Regions from separate parts of the Sus scrofa genome. Here all the other regions are linked to region 2. The links are chromatin contacts, called in public HiChIP or PLAC-seq maps. All regions are on one chromosome and are shown on one strand. The core of a region is the stretch at or near the end of the contact, and the rest is flanking DNA. Distances in the headings are between cores, read along the strand shown. Region 1 overlaps N4BP2L1 (NEDD4-binding protein 2-like 1). Region 2 overlaps LOC110255743 (a long non-coding RNA gene). Region 3 overlaps N4BP2L2 (NEDD4-binding protein 2-like 2). Region 4 holds the start of BRCA2 (breast cancer type 2 susceptibility protein). Region 5 overlaps BRCA2 (breast cancer type 2 susceptibility protein).

Region 1 (2,700 bases), core at 10-2,509, 470 kb before region 2:
AGAGGAATACCTTTTCATTTCTTGGCCCTAGAGTTTTCCAAGGATGTGAAAGATGCTTTCCTGATGTGATGCAGTGATAGGACAGCAATGGGGACAAAGGTATACTTTACAACCAAGCAGAATGAAATACGGGAAGCAGCGAGAAGAGGGGATCAGTTAGGTTAGCTAAGTATGAGTAATTGGATCTCAGAGCATACTCGTTCCACCGTGCTGTGAGCCAGCAGGCCTGGACCATGGTGTTTTAAATTATGAGGCCAGGGTTCTCAGAAATAAAAGCAAGGTCAATATAGAAAGTTTGCAGCATTCCAAGTTTGTGTATATGAAATTAGAGTATCAGGCAGGTGATGTCTCAGATTCTTAGTCACTTAGGTCTACTTGGAGAAGCTACTAACTTTTTATATTTTTAGTGATTTTCCTCAGGTAGGTCCTGAACCTCCTTTCCCCATCTCTCAGAGTCCTTGCAGTGCCTGTCTCTGGAGGTTGAGATAAATGAGGACTCGACATGCCACGTTATGTTCACAGTGTAAGAAGACACGGTGCAGTGTATGTTGCAGTCACTTCCTAGAAAAGTAGCACAAGAGAATCAGCATCCCCGTGCTCCTGGAGCTGTGGGAATAGTGGAAGAAGGCCCTGCTGAATTTTCAGGGGCAGTGTTATGTCATGGGTGTGGTTATGATTAGAGAAGCAGTAGAAATAGAGGAGGAAATGAAAGAGCAAGAATGTTTTCATAAGAAAATCTCAGGAGATACACAGGAAGTTCCCTGAGACTTCTTCTAGCCCAAGCCCAAGACATTAAGTTCTAAGAAGTCATACATCTTGGTCAAGTCTCATAGGGACAAATTCTCCTTAGTTCTAGTCAGAGCTTTTTCTTCTGCACCAAAAGGAGAATAACTGCGCCAAAGACTGGGGGTGAGCTGGTGAAAGCATAAGGAGGTTGGTGTCCATCTGGTGGGTAATGAAAAACACACGTAAAGGCCCCATTATGAGCACTTAGTTTACCTGAATCTCCACTGTCAGTGTAAGGAAGCCACATGTTATTATTTGTCAATGTTGATAATGTTTCTTCTGATAATTATCAAGGATTAATTTTTCTTTATTAATGTGGAACCATTTAAGGCCATGGGAAGAGATGAGATTTAGATTTTTAAATAAGCATTCATGTTTATCCTGACTATGGTGTGCGAAGGGAGACAGTGTAGTCAACACTGAGCTCCCAGGGGTGTCTAAAGTCTCGTCCTCATCTGCTCACACGACAGGGCGTTTGTAACGTGACCCAGCTGCCTTAGTTCCTTTTTGGCGTTTCAGTGAATTCTTTTCAATGGTAGTGTTCTAGCCCTGTTCAGACTCTAGAGTAACCCAATTAGAGGTTACTTATTATCATTCCAAGTTATCTAAAGATAGCTAGGCTTTGTAAGATTGAGGAAATAGCATGATAGAGAAAAATTAGTCTCATGTCTGATTGTTCCTTCATAAGACTCTCAGTCGCGTTGCAGGCATGGCTTGAGCAGAAGGCTGTCTGTTTTGATCAAGGTAAGACCCTGGGAAAGGGGAGGGAAGTATGGAGACAGAAAAGAAAGCCCGCATTACTGAGTGTCCACTGTGTGCAGGCACTTTATATGTGCTTACTTAGGATTTTTACAATAATCCTGACATGGAGTGTTTGTTTGTTTGGTTTTTGTTTTTTAAGAATGAAATTTTTTTTTTTTTTTTTTTGCTATTTGCTTTTTAGGGCCACACCCACAACACATGGAGGTTCCCAGGTTAGAGGTCTAACCAAAGCTACAGCTGCCAGCCTGTGCCAGAGCCACAGCAACACCAGATCCAAGCCGCATCAGCGACCTAAACCACAGCTCATGGCAACGCCGGATCCTCAACCTGCTGCGTGAGGCCAGGATCAAACCCACAACCTCATGGTGCCTAGTCAGATTTGTTTCTGCCGCACCACGATGGGAACTCCTGAGATGGTTTTTTATTTTGACCTGCAGCTCTCTTAAATTCAGAGATGTGATCACACAGCAAAAGGCAAACTATAAAATCCTCTTTCAGTGGAGGTGCTAATTGTTTTTATGTTTTAGGTGAGAACGTTAAGATCAGAGAATCATGCATTTGATCCTGAGACTCGGAATTTCATTGTGCACAAAGTGGTCTTCTCTTACCAGGGATGTTCATGGATGAACACAGCTTCATCCACTTTCCACAGCTACTACGGAGTCCTGTTGAAGTGAGCTTGTATAACTGGGATATTTCAGTATTCCTTTTAAGGATATGATGAAGAACAGGGTCTGAGGGGCTTTCTCTGCCACTGAGAGTAGCAATTCTCCATCCTTTGCTTGTACTTTGACTTCCCTTCCTTGCATTAGTGCCACCTCATAGATACTTGTTTGTTTGTTATCTATGTATTTTATAAGAAAGTAAGCTTCATGAGTTGTGATGCAAGCACCCTGAGATCAGGAGCTTTATTCAGCCCCTAGAAGAAGGCCTGACACATAGTAGACCTGAGTATTTGATAGATTTGTTTTTTTGTTTTGCTTTGCTTTGCTTTTTTTTTTTTTTTTTTTTTTAGGGCCACACCTGCAGCATGTGGAAGTCCCCCTGGCTAGGGTTAGAATCAGAGCTTTAGCTTCCAGCCTACGCCATGACCACAGCCTCACACAAGGCATGATCCAAGCTATATCTGTGACCTACACCACAGCTCATGGA
Region 2 (2,700 bases), core at 98-2,597:
GTCTAAGAAGAGACTGTTAAAGACGCTTTCCTTAAATTCAGCATGAGAAGAAAAGATCTGCTTCTGGGAAAAAGCTGATGAGAATGATAACAACAGATGTTTGGCTCACATCATAAAGCTGTGTTGTGTAAATTCCAGCCGATGTGTTCAAAGACAAGGTAGTGCATTATTTTAAAAGCTTTCTTTTTCTGACGGCCGAGCAAAGGGAAAAGCAGAGGCACATTACAACATTACTCTAGCGCCCTCTGCTGTCCTATTGGCAACACGCCTTTCTGAGTTCCTCATTTGCCTTTTCTAGAGCTATTTGCAAAGGAGCTCTTTGGGAAGCCACTAATGTGTCTGGAGGGGAATGGCTCGTCAAAGAAAACCAAATACCCAGATCTTACAACCTGACGGTGTGCTATTTATGCCCACACACACTGTTTACCGCCCTCTGGGGAGCCAGAGGTAGCATTGTGCGTATTAGACTCTTACAGGTGAGTGGAGTCAGGAAACATTAGGGCTCCAAAAGGAAATCTTTATAATCCTATTCAATGCTTGGTCTGTGGAAAATTTGCAGAGGATGCCATAGGTGACCTGATGAGAGCTGAATGTCTGATGGACACCTGCAGGACTAAACCTGCTTTATTGAAAAGAAGTTGAATAAATAAGATGAGGAAAGCTTAATCACCAGAAGCAACGTCAGCTCTTTTTAAATGGGGGTCAGAAATGCAAATATGCTCCTTTAATACATATAGATTTAGAAGTGACTTCAGATTTGGGAGTCAACCTAACCTGAAATACTAAAATAAATTCATACCTGCTACTCAATAAATATTCTAAAACTAAGGATAAAAGTATGTAAATTATAACTGGGCATAAATGAAGAAATAAACACACAAATTTAATCAACCCAATATAATGAATACAAATCTCTGCAGGAAATAAGCACAAATGCTAATAGGGTTTGTTTAAAGACATAAAATTAATGTTTCATGTTTTTCCTTCCACATCTTTTCTGCTTTTTTTCTTTTGGTCATGACAGGAAGTTACTTTTACAGTGGGGGAAAATACTGAACTCACTTCCAGAAATAGTCTGAAAGGAGAGGAGCTTGCTCAGGTCTTTCTGAATACATATGTAAAGAAAATTAGCACAAGAGGAAGGAGGTATTTTGTCCTCTTCCCCAATTGTCCCAGTTGGTAACTATAAATCCAACTTTTCCTTATGATAATGTCACCTATTGCCTTTTGACTCTTTATCATCTAATCCTAAATCCATCCACAGGCGAGAAGGAGCTGTCCCCATTTCTGGCTATTGCCCGCCGGTCTTTTTCACTGTCACAGCTGAGTAATTGACAATTTATGCAATCCAGTTCATCTGCTTAGCAACAGGAAGGGTGGGGCTCAAAACAGAGGAAAACTACACCAGCAGCATTCTACAATTGTGAAATGAGAAAGGAGGAATGGGGAACTGGCGAGAGGCCATAGGCAACAATTTTCAATACTAAATAAAACTATTTGCAATGCTTTCAGTACTAAATCCCCAAAGATAAGTCCAACAGGGAGTGTTCTATACTCTCCTCATACAAATCTCTGTAATTACAGTCTTCCCAGTGCCATGTGATTAGAATGCCATAAATAGCGCCCAATTGCAAATAAACAGAAAGTTCCTTATCCCTGGATCTCTAAGTGGGTCAATGGGCTTGGCCACAGAGCTCCCCTGAGGGAAGGGCGTGGCCTAGCGGAGAGACGGACTTCGGTTCACACAGGTGCTTTGGCCCCACAGGTGAGGCCCTGCAATACGGTCAGTTCCGACAGAGACCCTCCTAGGCTCACGTCTGCTGCACTTTTTATTGCATCTTGGAGCAGAAAAAAAGGAAGACTGGAGAGAGCCGTGGGGCGTCCACTTGAGTAGCTCTTACTACTCCAGACTTTCCCTTCCTGCCAAACGACTTGACGTTTATGGCCACAAGCTCATCAAAAAGAATGAGAATCCAGACACGATAGGTCATGGGAATCCTGTGTCCCAGTCACATTCTCTTCTTCCATGCATTTAATCAGAAACCTATTAGACTTACAGGGCCGTCATGCTTTTTCTTGATGGCAGCCTGGCTCACAAATGCAGAGAAAAGAACTGAATTGGCTAACTAACAGGAAGTTTGATTTTATGTTTTTGATTAGTCCTTAGGAATTGAGCTCGATCAGCCAAGACTTGACCTTGACTTAAAACATCCATTTCCCCCTTTAACAGATTTCGCGGTTGCTTGAATGGGTTCATTATTTGTTCGGAATGCAAGTTTTGAGCATCTTCTAAGCACACTGCTCCAAGCGCCAAGGTTGTGACAGCAAATAAGACCTCCAAGGCCCCTGCTCTCAGAGCGTACAGTATAGGGGTGTATGTCCACACACAGACTAAAAAGTAAAAATTAATAAACAGATAATTAATAAATAGATAAGCAAGATAACATCAGACAGGAGCAAAGACAGGGGAGCCTTAAAGCCGAGTGACGTGCTACCGGGTGACTATTTGAGGTGGGGAAGTGTCTCTGAGGACGGGAATCAGGCTGAGATGTGAAAGGTAAGAAGGAGCCACAGGTGGGAGGTGGAGCTTCTCGACCAGAAACAGCATTTGCAAAAGCCCTGTGGTAGGAACGGACTCGATGTGTTAGAGAATACGAAGCAATCAGTGTAGCCGGGGTTAAAACAAAGGAGCGACAGAGA
Region 3 (2,700 bases), core at 166-2,665, 500 kb before region 2:
TGTTGTTGCTCCTTGTTTTGCTTTGATCCAGAGAGAGAAAAAAAAAAAAAAAAACAAGAGAAAAGTCTCAAGATACTAATAGGTTAGTGATAGTAGGAGTTAGGGCCCAAGAACTGCTTCCATGAAAAGGACTTAACTCTTGCCAGCTGGGAATCTCTGTGTTTATGCACATGTGAGAATTTGGAGAGGAGGAGGAGAGAGAAGTGTTTTTGTAAAATTCTCTTTTTTAAGTTGAAAGGCAATTTGTATAGTAGTTAGAATATAGACTCTTGAGCCAGTGAGCCTTGGTCTGAATTCTGCCAGTTGCCATGTGATACTAGGCAACTTCTTTTTTATCCCCTCCGCCCCCAGTTTTATTGAGAAATAATTGATATAGATCACTGTGTAAGTTTAAGGTGTAAGGAGTTCCTGTTGTGGCTCAGCAGGGTAAGGACCCGACATGGTTTCTGTGAGGATATGGGCTGAGTCCCTGGCCTCACTCAGTAGGTTAAGGATCTGTCGTTGCTGTAAGCTGCAGTGTAGTTCGAAGATGTGGCTCAAATCCTGTGTTGCTCTGGCTGTGGTGTAGGCTGGCAGCTGCAGCTCTGATTTGACCCCTAGCCTGGGAACCTCCACATGCCACAGTGCTGCAGGAAAAAAAAAAAAAAAAGTTTAAGGTGTATAACATGATGGTTTGATTTCATACATTGTGAAATGATTAGCACAATAGGTTAACATCCATCAACTCATATAGATACAATAAAAATAAAGTTCTCTTCCTGTGGTGAGAACTCCTAGGATATACTCTCTTAACAAGTTTCCTGTATATCATGTTAATTTTAGTAATCATGTTATATATTAAATCCCTAGCACTTACTTATCTAATAACTGCAAGTTTGTACCTTTTGACTACATTCCTCAAATTCCCCCTACCTTCATCTACCACCTCTGGTAAGCACAAATGTAATCTCTTTTTCTATGAGTTTTTTGTTTTGTTTTACATTCCACATGTAAGTGAGATTATATAGTATTTGTCTTTTTCTGTTTGATCGAATTCACTTAGGATAATGCCTTGAAGGTTCATCCTTTTTGTTACAAATGGCAGATTTCCTCACTTTTTACAGCCGAAGAGCATTCCACTGTAAATATATACCGCAACTTCTTTATCCACTTGTCCATTGATGGGCACTTGTTTCCACACTTTGGCTATTGCAAATACTGCTTCTATGAACATTGGGTACAAATATCTTTGTGTGTGTATTACTATATATATATATGTATTTTTTTTAATTAAAGTGTGGTTGATTTCAAGTATCTTTTTGAGTTAATATTTTTATTTCTTTTGGACACATTCCCAGAAGTAGAATTGCTGAATCATACGGTAGTTCTGTTTTTAATTTTTTGAGGAACCGCCACACTGTTTTCTGTGGTGGCTGTAGCTAGGGAAATGTTTCAGTTGCATTTTTTGAGATGGGGATAAAACTAGCATTTGCCTCACCACATATGGTTATTGTGAAGATTAGGTAAGTTAGTACCTTTAAAGCAGTTAAACAACCTTAATACATAGTAGGTGTGCATTATGTAGTTTTTTTTGCCTAAGCCAGTTTTCAAAGTAGCATTGTGAACCTTAAAATTCCTGCGGCATAAGGAGCTAGAAACACGTTTATGATGAACCATATCTAGGAGCCCCATTTCCATAGATTGGAGCTCTCCTTCCTTGTGCAGTAGGGAGCTGTTTAAAGGGACAGTGGCTAGACATGAAGTGCATTCAACTCCATAGAGTCACCATGCTTGGAGTGAGTCTTTAATCCTTAGTATTTTACCATTTAATCCGATAAATAAAGCAACAAAAAACCCTTTCTTTTCCTCCTTTCCCTGCAACAGGGTGGTTCACGTTTGGGTGAAGACAGTGGAGTTTGTTTTCAGAATGAGAACAGACTAGTCTGTCAGTCGGACTAGTCTGTAGTGTGCATTTCATAACTGTGACTGCTCTTAGATTTCAACTAGACCTTTCATTGGAATCAGATAGACCTACCCATGAGGGAGAGTCACTATCAAAGTTGGTGTTCTCTCGTCAATATTCTTCTTATAGAAGCCCCATCTTAACTGCTTCTCAGTAATTTACTGTTCATTAATGTTCTTTCTTTTTTCTTTTAAGAAACATTTTAAATTATCTTTTTTTTTTTTCTTTTTTGGCCGCATCTGCGGCATATGAAATTTCCCTGGGCCAGGGATCGAATCCAAGCCACAGCTTCGACTTACACCACAACTGTGGCAATGCTGGATCCTTAGCCCACTGTACCTGGCTGGGGATTGAACCCGTGCTGCTGCAGAGACAAGGCTAGAGCCTTAACATACTGTGCTACGGTGGGATCACCTAAATTTATTTTGTAATTGAAGTATTATTGATTTACAACCTTAATGTTCTTTCTAAACCAACATCAAGAATATGTAAACAAGGGAAGCAGCAATTAAGTGACAAAGAATGAAGTATCAGGGCTCCTGCCTGTTGAAAATTGTCCAGCAGCATGGGATAGAATACACCAAGCCAGAGGCTGGGGTAGTTTTTTTTTATGGCTGCACCCCAGCATATGTAAGTTCCCAGGCCAGGAACTGAATCTGAACCACAGCTGTGACCTATATCTCAGCCACAGCAACACTGGATCCTTCAACTTACTGTGCCAGGCTAGGGATCCAACCCATGCCTCCACAGCAACCCAA
Region 4 (2,700 bases), core at 13-2,512, 400 kb before region 2:
GTATTCTGCTCTATGTTACCAATGCGTCTGATGTGGCTAAAAGTTTTCTGCTGAAAAAAAACAATTCTACTGCCAATCAAAGGGCCAGTCTCCTCTTTGTCCACTACAGGTTCTACACTTAACCATGTGGTTAAATGTAAATGATTATTTTCCTAACTGATTTGACTCTATATAAAGCACAGTTTATGGTGTAAACAAAAATGTGAAGTATTGGATTCTTTTCAGCAAGCAGCACAGTTAAATGTTTTTCTGAAAACATTTTTCTTAGTGTAATTGATCAATTTATATAAAATTTGTCAATACCTGCTTCGTTGCATCGCGTCTTAAAAATTTCAAAAAAAGTTGGTCTCTCTTTGCATCCAATCGGCATTTTTATCTACAATATGCCTCCGACGTTTGGTAAATGAGTCTGCAAAAGAGAACACCAAAATATACTTCACAGGATAGAGTCCTTGTTAAGTGACTCTGAGGTAAAATCGGAAGCGGGTAAACTTGCCTAAAATTACATTGTCTATTTACTTGGTCCCACTTTTGGGACAAGATTCAACGCAATGAAGGAAGATTCTATATCTGTGCCGTCTAATACGGCAGCCACTAGCCACATTAAGCATTTGAAATGTGTCAAGTATGACTTAAAATCAGAATTTTCAATAGTATTATCTCTCTTAAGTTAACTAGTCACGTGTGGCTAGTGGCGGCGCAGTTAGCAGGGGCTATGAGATAAACACCATTTCGCAATGCCCAATCAGTAAATCTTCGTAACACAGCAATTACCTGGGGACTAAGATACAGTGTGCCATAGGTTTTAAAACACTTTCCAAAAGAGCAAGATTCCGCTAAAATAACTTTATCCTATTTCCAATTAAGGAAATTTCGGATTGGGACTTCTGGGACTAGAGGCCCCCCCCCAGCTGGGCAATGGAGTTCCCGGGAAGGGGCGGGGCTCGAACCTCCGGCCCTGAGAGCAGGTCCCTCTCCGGCCTGCGAGGGGCTGGCGGGGTCCATCCCGGGCCGGAGGCCGCGGCTCCCACCCGGGCACGAGACGCGCTCCCCGCCGCCTGAGACCGCGGAAGCCTGGCCGGTCTCCACTCCTGCCAACACTAACCGCCTTCAGAGGTGCAGCTCTCTTTGGCCAGAGTAGGCTGACAAAACCCGCGCCGGCACTTCGATGAGGAATCTGACCCCAGACTCCTTTCCGCCGCCACCCACAGCCCCAAACAGCACCCAGGTCGCAGAGCCCCAGCAGCCCCGCCTCCGCCCACCGGGTTTCAGACGCTCGCGCCAAAAGCCGGCTCTCGGGACACGTGACGCGATGACGCCATGACGCGGCACGCAACGTGCGCGCCACCCGGAAGTCAGGCTCGGGCCGGGCCGCCGCAGCCGCTGCCTTTTATGGCCAAAGCCAATCATTGTTTAACTACCTGAGAGTCTGTACCCAGCGTTACTCTTCTGAGCCTTCAGAGTAGCAGGCCGCGCTGCTGGGAGGGACCGCGCGTCCCGTGTATACTCCCCGACTTCTTCCCCTTCTCTCCGCTACATCTACGTTTGGGTGCCCCCTCGGACAGGGCCTGGGGTCTTTGAAAAGTCTTTGTTCTAAGAGTGGGCGTCCCCCAAAGAGGCAGATGTTCGAAAACCCCACAGTGGTCCGTGGCTGTGGATGACTCCTTTTCCCGGCTGCCTGCTCCTCTAGGGTAGAAGGGGCTGCAGTTTAAAGCCAGAGGACATTAGTTCTAGTCCACAGGCAGCTGGTTTTCAAAACCTCTGAACCCGCTTCCCTGCTTAAAAAATTGTAAAACCCGCCTCAAGTCTCCTGCATTAAGTACTTCCCTGTGGGGGCTTCCGTAATATCCCTTGACATTCCTAGGGTACCAAGCACTGTTTTGTGCCCGACTTCCCTCCAACCGCCTGCAAGATATGCTTAGCACCAGGCTTAATTCAGGTTTATAGTATTACCTAGAAAACCTTCGGCTGGATTCTGGAGGTGAGAGCGGCTCATGGGCCTTGCTGCTTCCTGAAGGCTCTTAACAGTGCACAATGGAAGCAACCTTGGATTAGAAAAAGGGTGGCCTCTGCTTGGTTCCTTGGGTGTCATTTTAGTTTGATAATCCTTAGCTGTAGTAGGAAGTCTTACCAATACAGATAGGTACCACAGCTATGATCATCCAGGTCTAAATAGCAAAGAAACACAGGCGCTTGATCTTTACCCAATAACAGCTACCACATAGTGAACATCTGTGAGTTGTTCTGCTTTGTGCCTTATAAGAAATATCATGCTTAGTCTTATAATAATTTATAAATCACTGGGTATTTTCAGATGGGGAAATCGAATCATCTTAGTTTAAGTTGCCTGGTCAACAAAGACTGGGTTTCAGTTCAAGTGTGTGTGTGACTTCAGGTACTTAACTATCCTATTAAATCTGTATTTACCCTCAAGGTCAGAACAATTTGCTTCCCTCCTCACACCCTGTTTTGGGGGGGGGGGGCGAGGCAAGGGTCCTCATTGGAGTGTTTTAATGAGAACTGTTGGTATGTCATACAACCTTCCCAAATATATTTTTTTACCATAGCACTGCCCCCTCTCCCCATAACTTTATGCTCCTTGTTCCTGTGGTACCAGGTTTTTTACACTCATTAGCTGTGCATAGCATTCTTTCTTATACACACTCTTCTAGTGTGGCAGCTCAAATGATTTACTGCTTG
Region 5 (2,700 bases), core at 150-2,649, 450 kb before region 2:
CATGGATACTCGCTGGGTTTGTTACTGCTGAGCCACAACAGGAACTTCCTGATTTATGTAATTTTTTGAACACTCAACATTGACTTGGTTCGTATATTAACATCTGCATCACTTGAAGAGCTGGTGTGGTTTTATGTACACAACAGGCTCTCCAGTAATTGTTGAGTAAGTAACACAAATTGCTTTCACTATTTACCTCTTATCATGCAGTGTACATTGTTGACTTTGTAATCATTACATTGTCAGTTTTAGGGGATAATATCTACATATAATCAAGCTTCACTTTTTGCTCATATAGCTTGGCTGTATTATTTACAGTTTTTAAAGGAATGTGTGCATTAGATGTCTCCATTATGGGTAATCTAAATGATAATGAAAAATGAAGGAGGTTATAGCTTACGTTTTTCTAAGAATCAAAGCAAAGGTTAAAGGTTAAATTTTTATAATTTTTTTTTGTTTACTTTAGATGCAAGTTTTATTCCCTGTTTTAGAGTAGATCACTGAGAAAATGATTTGGATATGAAGAGCAAATTGCTTTTTTTTTTTTTTGGCTGCTAGGGCCTCCACCTGAGCATACGGAAGTTCCCAGGCTAGGGGTCGAATTGGAGCTACAGTTGGTGGCCAACGTCACAGGCCCAGCAACGCGGGATCCAAGCCACGTCTGTGACCTACACCACAGCTCACGGCAATGCCGGATCCTTAACTCACTGATCAAGGCCAAGGATTGAAACTGCACCACATCCACATGGATCCTAGTCGGGTTCATTAACCACTAAGCCGCAGAGGAACTCCCAAATTTCTTTATAAACAAAACATAAATCACATTAATAAGACTGGCAGAACACTTAAGTTAGAAAGAATAGCAGAATAGACTATTACATTAATTATAGAAGCCAGAAAAACCATGGGTCACTGTTAGGGAAAGAAACAAATTGTGTTTATAATGAGATGTGAAAGCATGATATTGTATATAAATTTAAGGCATATTAAAAGGCCTCATTTAAGAGCTTCTCCATACTATTAGCTCTTAGAACTGCTTTCTCTCTTTTCTCTATTAAAGTAACAAATGATAATATGATCTTAAATTGAACAGTTATCTTCTGCTTTGGTGGTTGGAGAAAACTATTTTTAAAAAGGACTACTTGCTGAATCCTGTGATAGGGATAAAAATAAAGCAAGTAGAATTACTGCCAAGTTGAAAGAAATATTTTCTCTTAAGTTACAGTCCAGATGATCATTTTGTTAAAAAACAAAACACTATGAAATCTGCTTCTGATTTAAAATATTTGAACTTTTAATAAATTACTTAATTTCACAAACCACATTGGAATCATAAAAAGGAAGTACAGCGAGGGGTCTGTTTTTCTCATCGTCATGCTGACCTAAGGATGAAGAATTGGTCAAAAGAAAACACCATTGTAGTATCTTACTCATCCTGACTTTTTTGATCAGGATAAAACTACAGAACCAACACATTCATTAAGGAAAACTGGTTCATAGTGGGTTGCCTCTTAAGAAAACAACCTGAAATAGGAACTAAACTAAAAGGAATTACGTGAGTCAACAGTACTTAGAAACCCAGTTTCTTTTAACTATAGGGACACACCTCTAAAAGAAACAGGTATGTTTATTTCATTTGTAAAATAATACTTATAATGATCAAATCCTGTCTAAAGATGGAAAGGAGATTTTTTTCTTGATGAGTTAGTAAATATACAGTCACAGTTTTAAGATACATAATTGAAATAAGACTATTATGAGTGTAGAGGCAGGGAGAGATCATTGCTGTGATATACAAGCTTTTAGGTGAATTTTGAACTATTTCCTTTCTTTTCTCATTATGTAAATTCTGATGTACAGTTGGAAATTGTATGTTTTACAAACTGGAGAGGCTGAGTCAATAACTAATTTATCATCATTTTGGTTTTTGTTGCCTTTGCAGTCTCTTGGATATATTTTTTATTGTATTTGTGTCCTGCGTATTAGTCTTGTGTTCTTCAGTCCTGGCTGGGGAATTCTCTTGTTCTTTGATCACAGATGTAGTATGATGCCTTTTCAGTCTGGGATAATCTTTTGGACTAGTGGAAACAGTCCTAGTGGATTCACTGATAGATGTAAGTTGATTTTCTCCTGCTGAACCAGACAAAAGAGCTTGGGTATTTATTAGTGCAAGTTCTTCATCAGCTATTGAATCACCTTCCAAAAGAGAAATGTCATTAAATTTTTTAAGTGGAGTCATCTGAGGAGAATTCAATTGTTTTTTCTTTATAGGTATTTCATGTTTGGTGCCACAACTCCGTGGTGGCTGAAATGCCTTCTGTGCAGCTGGAGAAACAAATGTACAAATGGGACTAACAGGTGGAGGTACAGGCAGTCTACTCAAGAAATCCAAGGCTCTTCTCTTTTTGCAGTTTTTTGGGTCTTCAATCTCTTTCTCCCCCTTGCAACAAGACTTTGAAGTCATTTGGGCTGATACAGGTGTGGAGACAGACTTCCCTTTTGGCTTATAAAGTGATAATGGACTTTGATAATTCATCTCAGTACTGGGAGAAGACATCTAATAAAAAAATTTTAAAGTAGCCTATATAATTACGTACTGATATATAAGACAAAATCAAATTAGTTTTTCATTAAAAAATATTTAAACATGCAAATATCCCACACTCTCACTACTCCCGTAATGGCTGTGATTTCAAGAGA

The links. HiChIP or PLAC-seq counts read pairs in DNA pulled down with a chosen protein or histone mark.
Region 1: an H3K27ac HiChIP or PLAC-seq map of alveolar macrophages shows a contact between it and region 2. The contact joins two enhancer-like sites. A contact is called at or near these places in 1 of 47 Hi-C or Micro-C datasets (embryonic fibroblasts) and 1 of 2 datasets of contacts at active chromatin or transcription factors (alveolar macrophages).
Region 3: a contact with region 2 is called in an H3K27ac HiChIP or PLAC-seq map of alveolar macrophages. The contact joins two enhancer-like sites. A contact is called at or near these places in 1 of 47 Hi-C or Micro-C datasets (embryonic fibroblasts) and 1 of 2 datasets of contacts at active chromatin or transcription factors (alveolar macrophages).
Region 4: a contact with region 2 is called in an H3K27ac HiChIP or PLAC-seq map of alveolar macrophages. The contact joins the promoter of BRCA2 here to the enhancer-like site in region 2. A contact is called at or near these places in 3 of 5 promoter capture datasets (fetal skeletal muscle and liver), 5 of 47 Hi-C or Micro-C datasets (alveolar macrophages, embryonic fibroblasts, fibroblasts and 2 more) and 2 of 2 datasets of contacts at active chromatin or transcription factors (alveolar macrophages and skeletal muscle).
Region 5: an H3K27ac HiChIP or PLAC-seq map of alveolar macrophages shows a contact between it and region 2. The contact joins two enhancer-like sites. A contact is called at or near these places in 1 of 47 Hi-C or Micro-C datasets (embryonic fibroblasts) and 1 of 2 datasets of contacts at active chromatin or transcription factors (alveolar macrophages).

Annotation. Positions count from the first base shown.
Region 1 is chr11:8,877,335-8,880,034 of Sscrofa11.1, reverse strand. The region is part of intron 2 of N4BP2L1 (NEDD4-binding protein 2-like 1); the gene reads left to right. Among named protein-coding and RNA genes, the nearest start is that of N4BP2L1, 11 kb to the left of the region's middle. Within about 2 kb of position 1,259, at least 1 of the 83 cell types and tissues checked has an H3K27ac peak or open chromatin away from gene starts, as enhancers often do. A contact at or near this core is called in alveolar macrophages, where this site is marked.
Region 2 is chr11:8,403,983-8,406,682 of Sscrofa11.1, reverse strand. All of the region lies in intron 1 of LOC110255743 (a long non-coding RNA gene), which reads right to left. Among named protein-coding and RNA genes, the nearest start is that of FRY, 110 kb to the left of the region's middle. Within about 2 kb of position 1,347, at least 32 of the 83 cell types and tissues checked have an H3K27ac peak or open chromatin away from gene starts, as enhancers often do. A contact at or near this core is called in alveolar macrophages, liver, retroperitoneal adipose tissue and 2 more, where this site is marked.
Region 3 is chr11:8,901,901-8,904,600 of Sscrofa11.1, reverse strand. All of the region lies in intron 9 of N4BP2L2 (NEDD4-binding protein 2-like 2), which reads left to right. Among named protein-coding and RNA genes, the nearest start is that of N4BP2L1, 13 kb to the right of the region's middle. Within about 2 kb of position 1,415, at least 1 of the 83 cell types and tissues checked has an H3K27ac peak or open chromatin away from gene starts, as enhancers often do. A contact at or near this core is called in alveolar macrophages, where this site is marked.
Region 4 is chr11:8,804,512-8,807,211 of Sscrofa11.1, reverse strand. It overlaps BRCA2 (breast cancer type 2 susceptibility protein), which reads right to left and starts at 1,262. Exons shown (of 37, transcript XM_021065184.1): 1 at 1,106-1,262; 2 at 304-409. The coding sequence starts at 370. ZAR1L (ZAR1-like protein) reads left to right here and starts at 1,336. Exons shown (of 4, transcript XM_021065181.1): 1 at 1,336-2,700.
Region 5 is chr11:8,856,705-8,859,404 of Sscrofa11.1, reverse strand. BRCA2 (breast cancer type 2 susceptibility protein) reads right to left here. Exons shown (of 37, transcript XM_021065184.1): 37 at 1,277-2,557. The coding sequence ends at 1,916. Among named protein-coding and RNA genes, the nearest start is that of N4BP2L1, 32 kb to the left of the region's middle. Within about 2 kb of position 1,399, at least 1 of the 83 cell types and tissues checked has an H3K27ac peak or open chromatin away from gene starts, as enhancers often do. A contact at or near this core is called in alveolar macrophages, where this site is marked.